Linked DNA regions of Mus musculus: all the other regions are linked to region 3. The links are chromatin contacts, called in public HiChIP or PLAC-seq maps. All regions are on one chromosome and are shown on one strand. Each heading gives the region's core, a stretch centred on a gene start, on an enhancer-like site or on the middle of the called end of the contact. The rest is flanking DNA. Distances are from core to core; before and after follow the strand shown.

The links. HiChIP or PLAC-seq counts read pairs in DNA pulled down with a chosen protein or histone mark.
Region 1: a contact with region 3 is called in a BATF HiChIP or PLAC-seq map of CD8 T cells, with 16 read pairs. The contact joins two enhancer-like sites. A contact is called at or near these places in 1 of 484 Hi-C or Micro-C datasets (B cells) and 2 of 115 datasets of contacts at active chromatin or transcription factors (CD8 T cells and extraembryonic endoderm stem cells).
Region 2: a BATF HiChIP or PLAC-seq map of CD8 T cells shows a contact between it and region 3, with 45 read pairs. The contact joins two enhancer-like sites. A contact is called at or near these places in 4 of 115 datasets of contacts at active chromatin or transcription factors (CD8 T cells, Th2 cells, large pre-B cells and 1 more).
Region 4: a contact with region 3 is called in a BATF HiChIP or PLAC-seq map of CD8 T cells, with 23 read pairs. The contact joins two enhancer-like sites. A contact is called at or near these places in 1 of 15 datasets of contacts at CTCF or cohesin (CD8 T cells), 2 of 484 Hi-C or Micro-C datasets (the N1E-115 cell line and bone marrow-derived macrophages) and 1 of 115 datasets of contacts at active chromatin or transcription factors (CD8 T cells).

What each region holds. Positions count from the first base shown.
Region 1 is chr15:61,544,985-61,548,262 of GRCm38.p6, forward strand. No RefSeq gene overlaps it. Among named protein-coding and RNA genes, the nearest start is that of Gm24696, 190 kb to the left of the region's middle. Within about 2 kb of position 1,842, at least 20 of the 459 cell types and tissues checked have an H3K27ac peak or open chromatin away from gene starts, as enhancers often do. A contact at or near this core is called in CD8 T cells, where this site is marked.
Region 2 is chr15:62,822,392-62,825,676 of GRCm38.p6, forward strand. No RefSeq gene overlaps it. Among named protein-coding and RNA genes, the nearest start is that of Gm22521, 31 kb to the left of the region's middle. Within about 2 kb of position 1,655, at least 41 of the 459 cell types and tissues checked have an H3K27ac peak or open chromatin away from gene starts, as enhancers often do. A contact at or near this core is called in CD8 T cells, where this site is marked.
Region 3 is chr15:62,236,751-62,240,290 of GRCm38.p6, forward strand. The region is part of intron 2 of Pvt1 (Pvt1 oncogene); the gene reads left to right. Among named protein-coding and RNA genes, the nearest start is that of Pvt1, 200 kb to the left of the region's middle. Within about 2 kb of position 2,146, at least 7 of the 459 cell types and tissues checked have an H3K27ac peak or open chromatin away from gene starts, as enhancers often do. A contact at or near this core is called in CD8 T cells, where this site is marked.
Region 4 is chr15:62,779,527-62,783,145 of GRCm38.p6, forward strand. No RefSeq gene overlaps it. Among named protein-coding and RNA genes, the nearest start is that of Gm22521, 12 kb to the right of the region's middle. Within about 2 kb of position 1,450, at least 12 of the 459 cell types and tissues checked have an H3K27ac peak or open chromatin away from gene starts, as enhancers often do. A contact at or near this core is called in CD8 T cells, where this site is marked.

The sequences.
Region 1 (3,278 bases), core at 592-3,091, 690 kb before region 3:
TGGCTCCAGTATAATAGCCTACACTTGAGTTTGACTCCTCAGTGATCACCCTGTATTCTGGCCATTTTTCTGCTTGATATTTCCCCATGTCTACAACAATTCCAAGTCAAATCCACCAACAGTTTTCACTGGGTGAAAAGCTTTCACCACCTGCTCACACAGGTCTCATAGTCTATAACCCAGGTCTTAGAATCATCCTTCCAAACCTTTGGTGACTCTTCAAATCTGCCATCTGGACACAAATAAGCATTTGTTTACCATGGCTTAAAATACATTCACTGTTGGGTTGAGGATTTAGCTCAGTGGTAGAGCACTTGCCTAGCAAGACAAGGCCCTGGGTTCAGTCCTCAGCTCTAAATGAAAAAAAAAAAAAAAAGAGTTGTGGGAAATCCCACCCACAGTTTTAAAAAATACATTCACTGTGGGGCTGGAGAGATGGCTCAGATATTTAGAGCAGTGCTGTTCTTTTGGAGGTACTGAATTCAACACAGCAACCACATGGTGGCTCATAACCATCTATAATGAGATCTAGTGTTTCTTATAGCCTGCAGGCACACATGCAGGGACAATGCTGTATATATAATAGATAAATAAATAAATGAATCTTAAAACAAAACAAAAACCAAATGAAGGGACACATGAGTTTTAAAAATATATATTCATTGGCTATATCTACCTTGTTTGGGGGTTATTTTTCTGCATCCAAAAAAGGAAAAGTTAGAAATTCAAATATAAGGTGGTTTATTATTTGTTTTATTTATATTATCAAGCCTTCAGAATAAATAGCAATCCTTATTTGAGTTGGTCATAAAGTGTCTAGAGTAGACATATTCCAGATTCGAGAAACAATGAGGTTTGGTTTTCTGGAATAGCTGGCTGGTCACTAAAGTGGCCCTTGGTCATTAATAACACAACAGCAGGAAAGAAAGAAGCACAATCCGAGAGACAAGACTCAGCACTAAAGAGGATGGAGAAGAAGATGGGCTGCACCTGAGCTTGGGGAAGCTGGGTTTTTTCTTTACTTTTCTTTTAAATAATCCTTTTCTACATATAGCCTACTCAACAAAAAACATCATTGGTTATGGTAATTCGATGTTTTCCTAAGTAGGAACAATTATAAGGAGGTAGGTTGACCTCTGGTAGAATTTCCAACAGCAGTCACTTCATGATTGATTAGAAATACCTGCAAATACACGTGTCTTGAGAGTTGATGAGGAGAGCATATTGTGCTGTTTGCTCAATGGGGCTATTTGTCCTTGTACAATAGTTTATAGGAGAATGGCACTTGGGAAACAAAATCCCAAGGAATTTGGAATGTTATCTGTGAGTGGATTTCACGTCGGTAGCTCTGATGGGATTGAGGTGGGATGGAGGTAGGTAGACATAATGTGATTCTCAAGAGGAGAGTACATACAACAGATAGCACTGGGTCTCTGAACTGACTTTTAGTAGGAAGAAAGTAAGAGAGGCCCATTGGACTTGCAAACTTTATATGCCCCAGTACAGGGGAATACCAGGGCCAAAAAGGGGGAGTGGGTGGGCAGGGGAGTGGGGGTGGGTGGATATGGGGGACTTTTGGTATAGCATTGGAAATGTAAATGAGTTAAATACCTAATAAAAAATGGAAAAAAAATAAAATAAAAAAAAAAAAAAAGAGTAGGAGTGATAGTGACTTTGAACGTTACCTTCTTGGGAAAGGTGCTTCTGTGAGCAGGGTTCACGTGCTATGGTGGTGAATCATAATGATACCCTTGCTATGACATTGAAGGACAGGGTGATCTGTACCTTCCTTGAGGTTTCAGTGAATTTGCTTGTGACATTAAGAGGGTAAAACAAGAGTAGAGGGAAATCCCCTTTCCTTTGTCACACTGTCAAGGAAGAAACCACTTTGGAGGTCATGATCTATGACAAACACACTCATGCAAATCGTTTGCTTGCTCCCATGCTCCATTTCTTCAGCAACTATGAAGCTAGGTAAAACAGAACAGAAAATAGTGCCTTGGGGAAGAAATAAAACTGCTATCTTTATTGAAATAAAAAAAATTCAGTCTTAAGATATAATAATGAAATGGACTTCCTTGAGTGAATGTGGGGTTATTTTGATACTGACATATCCAAACTACAGGCAATTAAAGAATGCTGAGAGTAGGGGAAACAGTTTTCCCTGGGAAGAGCACAATAACTGGTTATCCAATACCAAATGGTCAGCCCTGAAAATACACATACATGTAACATTGTACAGATTGGTCATGTTCTATCCATATGTTTGTGTGTTCATGTATTATGTATTCATGTATATATAGTCTCTCTATTTATATATGTATTCATATATTATACATTATATGTATATACTAACAAAGGAAAAAGAAGATGCCTAAGAATAATCATTATGTAACAGTGTTCTAAAACTAGAGGGAATAATATGGTGAAATATAGGTGGTGGCCAGAGACCAGATTTGAGATATTCTCTCTCTCTCTCTCTCTCTCTCTCTCTCTCTCTCTCTCTCTCTCTCTCTCTCTCTCTCATTTGTTCATGGTCCTTAGGCTAAAATGTATTTTCACTGACTATTAAAGACTGCTTGATGGACTTGATCTTGCATATTGACCCACAAAATTTCACGTATTTACTATTTAGACAGTCAAGAAGACGTTTTCACATCTGTGCTACAGTGTGTAAAAATGGAGAGTATCTTGGGCCAAAGAAAACTGGGCTGAAATTGTACTGGGATGTTTCGTTTGTTGATAGAGTTTGCAAATCTCAATAAAGTCTGCCTTCACCGTGTGCCACTCTCCTGTTTTCTCTCCTTCCTTACTCTCTTATTTCCAGTGCTCTTCTTTGCCAGTTAACTCACATCCTTCTTATGACTTAACTCCAGATCTCAGACTTTGAACCCTGTCTCTCTTCCATCTCATACTCTATCCATGCCTACAGTTAGTTTTTGCTCTGTATTATCTAACACCTGAGTGTTGGTGACTTCCGAATTTACATCTCTAGTTCAGACATTCTCCCTAGTGTTTTCTTTGCAATCACCACTTGATATTGAACAGACATATCCTAGTTGACATGTTTAAAATAATTCCTTTGGTCTCCATCCTCAAACCGGTTTTCCCAGGAGAGTCCCACATGATGGTAAATGATAACTCTATCCTCTCTGTTACCATGGTTTCTTTACCAGAAAGAAGTTATAGCCCATGTCTCTCAGTTTGTATAGAGGAAAAAAAATGAGATACTACATGCGTCACTTAGTCTGCCACATCTTGCATTGAATAAAACAACA
Region 2 (3,285 bases), core at 405-2,904, 590 kb after region 3:
GTGACACCCATTCCATCAATTCTATGCAATCTGTGATCTTTATAACATCTGGCAAGCTTTGAACACTCTTGATCATCTGCCTCCTTAAGATAACTCTTTGAATTGCCTAATCCCATAACTTCCCTTTTCTATGACTTTGGACACAGCCTGTCCCAATCATCCTATTTGACATCTAGACCTTTAGAACTCAGGTTTCCTCAGGGACCTTGAACCCTCTTGGTTGAAGGCTTCTACTTATTTTATGTGATAGATGATTCATTAACACCTCAGAGACTATGAATTTCAGACTCACATTGCAAAATTAAGTCTCTTCTATTAAGATCGAGATCCCTACCTAGATATCCAATCACTGGTATAGCATAGATGTCTGAGTGTTTCATAGATAACTCCAAGCCAATGTACCCAAACACCCCTCCCAGTTATCAGCTATATATTTCTCTGGTCATTATCTCACTAGATAGCATTTCCAACTATCCATCAATCATATTGGGCATCTCCTTCATCCTCAAGGGTATATCCAATTATTAGTAAAATATCAGCATAACATTCCCTCTAAATCTGGTTACATAGTTAGAACTTTGTGGTCATAATTTTGTTTCAAAATACCATGGAATCTCCAAAGTATTCTAACTAGTTTTCACCCATCTGCTCTCCTTCTCCTCCCTCCTGTTCTCTTAGCGAATCTGATCTTTTAGCTACATTTCTGACTGTGACTCTCTTATACACTGTGTCCTTTTATTTTCAGAATATAAACCAGCTATGCTATGGATTTGGGTTAGTTTTATAATTCTATTTCTTTCTAATATGCCAGCTGTGTCTCATGCCCTTTTCTTCTTCCTGTGTCCTCTCATTAATCTGAGTCTTTTTTCTCCTTTATACTGCTGGGTAATGAGTTTTATCAGCATCTCCCCTTCACACTACCTCTTGCTTGCTTATCCATCACATCTTGTCCTAATTTATGTCTCTTCAGTAGGACTTCTAACAAGCCAAATGGGATATTTCACTTGTACACTCTTCAATGTATGTTGAGAGTATTATAAGCATCTAGCACATGTGTAATATCTTATTGTTATTTTCTAGTCCCATTAACACAATATAAAGATTTTTATTGAATAAATAATTTCTACACAAACTGCTGTCTAAATTCTTTAAATTTATAATAGTAAAAAACATTTTCCCTAGATAATTTACAACTCTATATGTCTGATTGCAAGATAATTCATATCAAATAGCTTTATCAGTAGTAATTAAAATTATCACACACATATTCAGAGAATGTCAGACAAATGAATGCATAGATGAAGACGGTTATAGAGAAACAAAATCATGACACTCTGGAATCCTCCACCATGGAACTGTCGTTAAAAAATAAAAAGTGGACATCTTTAGCATCAAGACTAGAATAACAGAGGAGATACATTTTAAAAGTTAATGTCAATGTGTCCCTACTTGAAGAGGGCATATTGGCTGGTAATGTGCCTCTAAATGGGGCATAGTGGACATCTTAAGCCCTCTTGCTTTGGTCAACAGGTTCACAGATAGGTTTCTGAGATCAGGTCACAGAATAACAATGGGCATTCGAGAGTGTCACAGACCAAATACAACTCCACTTCCTCTTTGATTACCTCATCTACCATAATTTCCTTTCCAGGGACAGTGGTGAAGACCAATGCATGAACACTAGGGTAGACAAACCCTAACATCTGGTGCTCTCTCTCACACCCCTGCAGAGGAAAGGCCAAGTGCATTTCTAGGAAATAGCATTTTCTGAATTGTATTTCTGTCATGTATTACAGCCACATGTAACTCAAAGAAGCATGTGGTAAACAACTACCCACCTTCCTACTACCTTCTCACCAGTGCTAAGTATTTTCCTTTCTTTGAATCAATTATCTCTTACACTTCCTCCTTATTTCCTTCTCTCTTTAAAATTCTCTGTCTTTATACATGGCTGCTTACAGAAACATCCTTACCACACTCCACTTTCACTCTGAGCCAGTGAGGCTGTATTTTAGTTTCATGAAAAAAAAAATAGAGTCAAAAGAGGATATGATCACCACACAATGTTTTTGAATAAGATGAGTTTTTCTATTCTCTCCTAACTTCTAAATACTTTCAACCTGTAAGAAGGTGGCATCCACAGGCAAAGGAATTTTAAATATATACATGTATATGTATATGAATGCATGTGTATATATGTATATGTACATATACACATACATATATATAATCAGTAAAACCAGAGGAATTTCAGGGAGAAAAGTGGAGCCAAAGTTGCTGCACAGTCCTCAGAACATCTAACATTGCTGACACCTACACCTTAGACACTGAACACATCTAACTGTGAGACAAAGCCTGTCTATTTTTAAACCATTTGTTGACTAGCAGCCCTAGGAGGCTAATTCAGGCCAAATGTATTGTATGGCAAAAGAATTGCTTATGAGTTAGATGTGGTGAAGTTATTTCCTTGGCTTCAAAGCGGTTCAGTTTCATAAAGAAAACACAGTATACTTCCCCAGTGACTTAGCACATAGTTATCACAGGATGGATGCGTGTGGATTTTTATGGCTTCTCAGGATAATAATTTCCATAACATGTTGTCTCAATCTCTTTTCATGCACTGTCCTGTAATATGTGTTGTTTATTAGTCAAGTTCATCTCTGTACAATACATTTGGAGCAGGAAAAGGTCTGAGTCATGAAGGTAGGAAACAGGGCAGAATGAAAGAACAGAAACGGAGACAAGTGTTTTATGTGGGTTATAAAGGATGATTCTTATGTTCTTCCCAGAAAGCTACCACATGCGCATGTACAAAACGATGGCCTATTCTTCCACTGCCTAGCTCTCTAGGTGATGGAAATTGTTACCAATTGTGATCTAATTTTATTTTTTTGGAAACGTTTGAAACCTCATTTGCACGTAGTCTCACTAGAGTTCGGCAAAGTACCACATTCAAGTGCTTTGGATAATTCAGAGCTGAACAACAAATGACTACAGAGACTTCCTTTCTTGAGATTTCTCCAGCGCTAGAAGACCTTCAGTGCCTTCAGAAGCAGTTCACACTAAAAGGAAAGGGCCCTTTCCCTGACATTCATTCACTTGCAGGGAACATCAAAAAGGTGCTGTTTCCTCTGCAGAGAAAGTTTAACCTTCCAAGTGAGAGATGGAAAATGTGGGACTAGTGTCTAGCTGCATCTGATAATCACCACCCCAAGTAAACTTTCCTCAGCAACAACTCTGATTCATTCTCTTGTTTTGATGTTAAGCCTGGTATTTTGAAGTGAA
Region 3 (3,540 bases), core at 896-3,395:
ATATACTACTCTTATGCATGTTTTTTCATGTACTTCTGTTTTCATTTATCATATTATACACATACCTAGGAGTGCAGTCCTTGGTCTGCTTGCTGGGCATGTCACTGCAGCATCTTTCGCAGATCTGTCAAGCTTTCGCAGCATGCCTTTGGTATTTTACCATCTCTCTTGAACTGCCTACTCTCATTCCTTATTCCTGCTCACCTTCAACATGTAACATGCTATTTTGTATGAAGTTTGAACTCATGACAAATTACTAAATGGAACTAGAAATAGGTATAGTGGTTGCCTCTTTTTGGAAGGGAAGATAAACTAGGAAAAGAACAAACTTTTCTAAGTAGAGAATATTCTGTATTGTTGTTTGATACATTTTGGTAAATATATGTCAAATTCAGTTGCATATTTCACTAAATATAAACAATACTGAAGGGAAAAATGGAGTGATACATTTAGTCATCTTGAGACACAACTCATTGCTTATCTACCCACTTTGCCATAGACACAGGGCCTGTACCTGGCAGTGAAGGCCAAGTGTAAACAGGCTCTTAATTGGCATGATTAACCATGTCTCCATAGGAGCCTTAATAACACCAGTGGGGAGCAAAAGAGGCTGTTTTCCACTCTGTGAACAAGGGTCTGCCTAGCAGAAGTCATGGGGCACTAGAGAGCTGCCCCCTGCAGTAGGGAAGGGGCCTTCTTGAAGCCCAGCTGCATTTCCTTTGGAACAAAGTTTAAAACTATTTCTCATTATTTTCTATTACTGAGTATATGTCACATTCTTCCTTTTCATCTCAGTGGATAAGAAGGCCAATTCTGTTTTGCCCATGTGTTTTCTAAGGTAAAACTGTGTATGGAAGAGGTAGCTTCCACAGGCTACAATAGTCCTAAATGTATGTATGGCAGAGAAACAGACAGCAAGAAACATGCATAATAGAGATGGGAAGTTCCTTAGAATATGCAAAACATTTATGAATTGATACAAGTTCACAGATTAGAACTGAACAATCACTCCTAATTATCCAAGTTAAAAAAATAAGTATTATACAATTTTGGATAGAATTGCATTAATTCTGTCATATATAGTCTAAAAGCAGTGCTTAGCAAGTACTACAGGTTATATGATTCTGGTCACTGGCATCTCTAACCTCTACAGAGACTTAAAAAAGCATATGCTCATATCTCTATCTCTCTGTCTCTGTCTCTCTCTCTCTCTGTCTCTCTCTTTCTCTCTCTCTGTGTGTGTATGTGTGTGTTTGTATTAAATGTATATGTTCTCACATCTTGAACCAGGTACAGAAAGATGAACAACATCCCAGCTTTTTACTCACAAATTATGAGGAAAGAGGTAGTCTCACAGAAATAGAATATGAAATGGTGTTTATCAGGGGGTAGACTGGAAGAGTGAGAAATCTGTGAGATATATATTTTTTAAAGACACAAAATTCAATAGGAGGAATAAATATGGTCCTTAGTATATTGAAGTCTTGAAAACTGCTTAGAGAATGGATAATGTGTTCTTTTCACAAACATGAGAGCCATATGAGGTAATAGTTATGTTAACTGGCTAGATCTCATCATTTCATAAATAATATACTTCATAACATTGTGTCCTTCTTGATACATACCATCTGATCTGTCAGGTTTATAAAAAAGGTTAGACAAAATCTATATCCTCTGGATGAATTATGATTGCTCATTGAACTGATCTGGTTTAGTTGCTAGGATGGCCATCTAACTAACACACATATGTAGCCTAAGGTTTGGTCCCTAGCAATGTATAAAACTGAGCTTGGTAGCAGATACTTATTAGTATAGCACTCGAGGAGGAGGATCATAGTCCGTGGGTTATACAGCAAGCTTCAGGCCAGCTAGGGATACCTGAGACTCAGTCTCATAGGAAAGAAAGCTAGCTGATGGAGATAGTGTCTGTCAATCACTGATCAGAGGTGGGACTAGTGACAGCAAACATCTAGGCGGCGGTGCTTTGTTATTTCCTCCCTCTGTTCATGTTCCTGGCAGTGTGGCTCAGTCTTTAGACATTGCCCATTGCTGTGTCAGAAACTCTTCTTGCCAGTCAGGATCTTGAACTTGACCTCAGGTGGAAGTGAACATTGTTTTTGGAGGATGGAGGTGGAGTTCAACAGACTATGAGTCATGGTTTTGCCAACTGTGTTTGCCCTTTTAGAATGGGAGCAGAGTCATGCTTACATAGAAGCTACAACACAGCTGGGTTTTTGGTCTTCCATTTATTGGGCACTTCCATAATGCATCCGTCATCCTAATTTGCCTCCTCTGGTTCTTTTAGTCCTTGTCCTTTTGTTATTAGCAAGTGATAATCCAGGAAGCTTGCTGGGATGCAGAGATACCTGAGCCTACACTGAAAGGGAGAGAAATATTAGGTCCCTTCTTGTCTCTGCACGATGAATTGGCGATGACTGCAGTGGTCACCAGTCACCAGGAACATCTGGCTTTTCTGGCTCCTCATGACTCCTTTCCTGCTTAAGCTTTTGATAAACAGTCCAGGGTGGGGAGGATGACCTTGGTTTCTGCTGAGACCCAATCTCCCCGCACTTGAGGAAAAGAATGTATAAGTCACTGCAGGACACAGAGTACTTTAGCCCTGTGTCCTTGTTGTCAAGTTGACTAGATTTAGAATCACTTGTGAGATGCAGCTCTGGATATATAATTTAAAAGGATTTTTTGTTGTTAATCGTGTTGATAATCTTATTCATGTATACAATACACTCTCATTGCCTGTGATTCCATCTTCTTTTATCTTCTTCCCATCCCTATGAATGCTTCTTCTCCCTCCTGACAGGTTCTCCCCTATGTTTATGTTTTTGATGTTGTTTTCTTTTGTGGTACCCTGAGTTTAATCTTGGGCAGCTGAGTAACCACAGATACGGAACTATAATGTGCTGTTGGTTGACCAATAGGTACTCATTTGAGCCTAATGATTCTCCTCTGTGAGAATCCAGAGATGGAGCTCATGAGACCCGCCTGCATCCATCAATAGCTGCCTATAGATCCTGCCTTGTGTAGGCTCAGGGCAGGCATTCCCAGCTGCTGTGAGATGATTATAAGGACATTTCATGATCCTTCTCCTACCTCTTAATGTTCTCACCATCTTTCAACCTTACCCCAGGGAGGACCAAGGTTCTAACCAATGAACTATTTAAATCCATAGTAATTCAGTTTGAGTGCTTTGGGTACCCTGGATTCATATGAGAGACCTACTTTTCTGCCATTGGCCTTGGCTGACATTCTTCTCCTGTCTTCTTCTATTCCCTGTTGATGGATGCTGGCTGACTGAGTCTAGTTTTATGATGAGCACCCTATCCCCATGCTGGGGACTGTGGGAGCATCTCTCTGGTGCGGAGCCTACAATGAGGTGAATGACTCATAACTTGCAGCCACCTTTCATTTCATGAGTGTTGTTATACTCTTTTCCAGAATGACTGTACTAACTTACACTTCTATCAGCCATGCTCAGTGGTTTCTGTTTCCCCATGGCCCCACTGGCACCTGGTATGATAAGAT
Region 4 (3,619 bases), core at 200-2,699, 540 kb after region 3:
TTTCACACTGGGCATCATGTAGTTCCCACCAGCTTAAACTTAGGGTTTAGTCACGAATGACAGTGAGCTTCTGCTCTGCCTGCCTACACCTCCTGAGCACATGGATTACAGTCAAGCACCACCACGCCAACTTATGCAATATTGGGAACAGGACGTAGGGCTTCATGCACCTAGACAAATATGCTTATCAATTGAGTGGCTTCCAACCCTGGCCTTAATTTTCATTATATTAAGTATGGCACTTAATCTTAACATCTCCATATATGTATGCTCTATTTTAGTCTTAACTACTTTCCCCTCCCATTACACTTCATTACTCCCTTACCTTATTTCTACTTCCACATCTCTGACAGCACCTCCTCCTTTATATTACCATGGCCCTTTTCCTCTCCCAGAGGCTACACATGGGAAGAACCACGTGATACGTCTATTTTATGGACTTCCTATCTCACTTAACATAATGATCTCCATTCCTAAAAATGATAGGGCTTCGTTATCCTCAGCAGCTGAGCAAAGCTTTATTGGGCATATGCACCATGTTTTCTGTATCAGTTCATCTGCAAGTGGGTAACTGGGCAGATTCTACAGATCTGATGTAGATAGTGCATAAAGACACATGGGCATGAAGATATCCTTATAGGAAGTTCATATTACTTTTTGAGTATATTCTTTTGAGAACTATGGATATTTTCTTTTTTATTGTTTTAAGAACCTCCATATTAATTTTCATTGTCAGCTATACATTTTAAGATGATGAAAATGGCTATAGTTGGATAAAGGTGATAATTCAAACTTGTGAATATAGTAAAAATAACTATAAATTAATTAACTGTAAAAGTAAATGATTTCTATTGCAAGGGTGAACTTTACAGTGTGTGAGGCTGTGGATACAGCTCAAGATATGGCTATGGCTGTGGATATGGCTCTGGCTATGGCTGTGGATATGGCTCTGGCTCTGGCTGTGGATATGGCTCTGGCTCTGGCTGTGGATACGGCTTTATTACTACTGAAATTTGATGAATAAATCAGTTTTGTTTTGTTTTAGATCAGACTTTCTCAGAAATATTATAGGCAGTCACAAACATTTTGGATTTAATCTTCTGTTTTCTCACAAGCTGCAGACCACAATTATTGCTCCTTATCCAGTGGCTGGCTTTTCTAGAAGGAAGAACTAGATAATTATTGGCAAATTTGCCAGATGGGTGAATTCACAAATTATGGAAGATATTCTTTTGGGTTTTGAGCCTTAAGAAATGAATGATAAGTATATTTATCTCTGTGGGCTACATTTCCATTTCAGCCAGCAGTGTAGCTTAAATTCAAGTGATTTGGCTATGATACAAATAGCATACATTATATGCAAATTTCCCAAGCATATGAACACAATCACATTCACAGTTGGAAGAAAGTGAAACAAAAATCTATATTTAACCACACAGTCACTTATGCTAAAAATACCATCTTTCAAGACACATCTCATTTTTCCAGTGGTTGGAAAATAAACTTCATAGTATGCTCTCCGTGGCACTGATGATCAATTGTAAAATTATGGCATAAAATTTTAATCTGCTATTTTCCCCCTCTGAGCAATTGATTTTTTTTTTCAAAGCAGTGAAACTGTGGCTTTCTCCCATTTCCAGGCCTTTGAGCTAGTGATTATTCTAAACACCTGTTTTGCTCTCAAAATAAAAGGATTCCAAAATATGTATGGTGATGCATGACTACTTGCTATTTAGTACTTGTGTATGTTGGGGACATATCCACTCAGATGAAACCTGGGAAATGCATTTGTTTTTCTTGTTCAGCCTCCATTACTACTGCTCTCCCCTTGAGATACTTCAAAGCTCATCTGCTAATAAAACTCAGTTTTGACAAGGGGGGGGGGAGTAAAGTACTGAGCTTTTAAATCTTAATATTCCCAACACCCGTTTTCCTTTATCCTCCTCTGGCGATAGAAGCCATCAAAACAAGTTTATGGTTTATAAAGACACCTCCATGCTGCCTTTAAAAAAATGATGCTGTATCTGTGATTTAGGATGTTCTTCGACTGAAGAGGGGACCCCAGAATACTCTTTATATAAATGCTGGATGGCAGTACCTTTAGAAGCCTTTGACAGTATGGCAGGTGGTAGGGTGGGGATGGAAGACTTAAAGTATATTAGCATATTAAAGTCCTAAGGTATATAAGAACACCACTTTTTCATGTTTAGAAAAGTGACTAATAGGTTAAAAAAATCGAAAGTATGATCTTGGCACCAGAACCTAATGGAGATACTAAAGTTTATGTTTCTCACTGTATCTGTCCATTAATATACAAAATATATCTTCAGGATCTATATGACTCTCAATTTCATTTGACATTTTTTTTTTTTGAAGTTGGAAATGTTTTCTCTTCAGGTATTTTTTTTTTTCTGGATAATTTAGTCTACTCTCCTAGCCTTAGAAATGTATGTACCACAATATTTTAGACATGATTCGGGCTAATTACTTCTTGTTATTGGTGAAATACAATTCTTGTTCTCAGTAATTTCACACAAAAAAGTGTTCTTGTCATTGTCACGATCATTGTCATCATCATTGTCATTGTCATCACCATCATCATCTGCCATGGGTTGGGCACTTTCTTTCAAAGAATAGTGTAGGTATTCCAGCTCCTTATGTATTTTGGTTCAAGTACATAGCTATAAAATGACTCTCCCATGCTGCTTCTTAGTGAAAATGAATCTGGAAATACCGCTCTCTTGTCCCTGATAAAGGGTAAATGGAAACTAAAAATGGAGCAAACTCTTGCATTGATCCTTTTCAGTCTCCAACAGTCAACTTCATTCCTCCTGTTTAACATAAAATATGGGAGTGTGTGGGTGGGAGGGGAAGCACCCTCTTACAGGCAAATAGGAGGGGAGTGGGGTGGGGAGTTCATGGAAGGGAGACTGAGAAGGGAGCCAACATTTGAAATGTAAACAAATAAAATGATAAATAAATAAATAAATAAATAAATACAATATGCTGGTCTTCTCCCTACCAGGCACAGTTTAATGTCCTGTTCAAAGAAACTGTATCTCCAGATGCTGTGCAGGCTTCTCCATTCATCCAGATGTCTGCCTTCATGAAGATGATCCATGAAGATAAGTTTCCTTCCCCCATCGTCCTTCCTGCCTCCCAACAGCTATTATACAATAGCAGACCTTGCATGGTTTATGGAAACATATCATCTCACTTATGAAGGGGAAACATACAATAAATATAAACCACTAGTTACAATAGACACTTGGGTTTCCATCCCAGACCCCCCTCAAGGGCCCTAACTGCTCATGCTCTCATTTCTTAGTTCTCAGCTCATGTTCCTTCAACAAATGCCATTTAAGAACAGTACCTATTCTGTAGCAGCTTGCATCCAGTAATTGATGTAGGGTGTAAAGACATAGCTTGTTGCATCAACTGGGACGTTCGGGAAGAAATTTTCCAGCTTCTACTCTTCAGTGCGATTGGCTGAGTCCTTGGTTGTGAATACTTTATGGCTCAAGTGCTTTCTCAGCATACTTCTGATGCTCCACTCCTTCCTTGGAATGATTTCCCATGGCATTTTTCAAGTACCCTTTTTTGCTTAGCTTTCAGATCT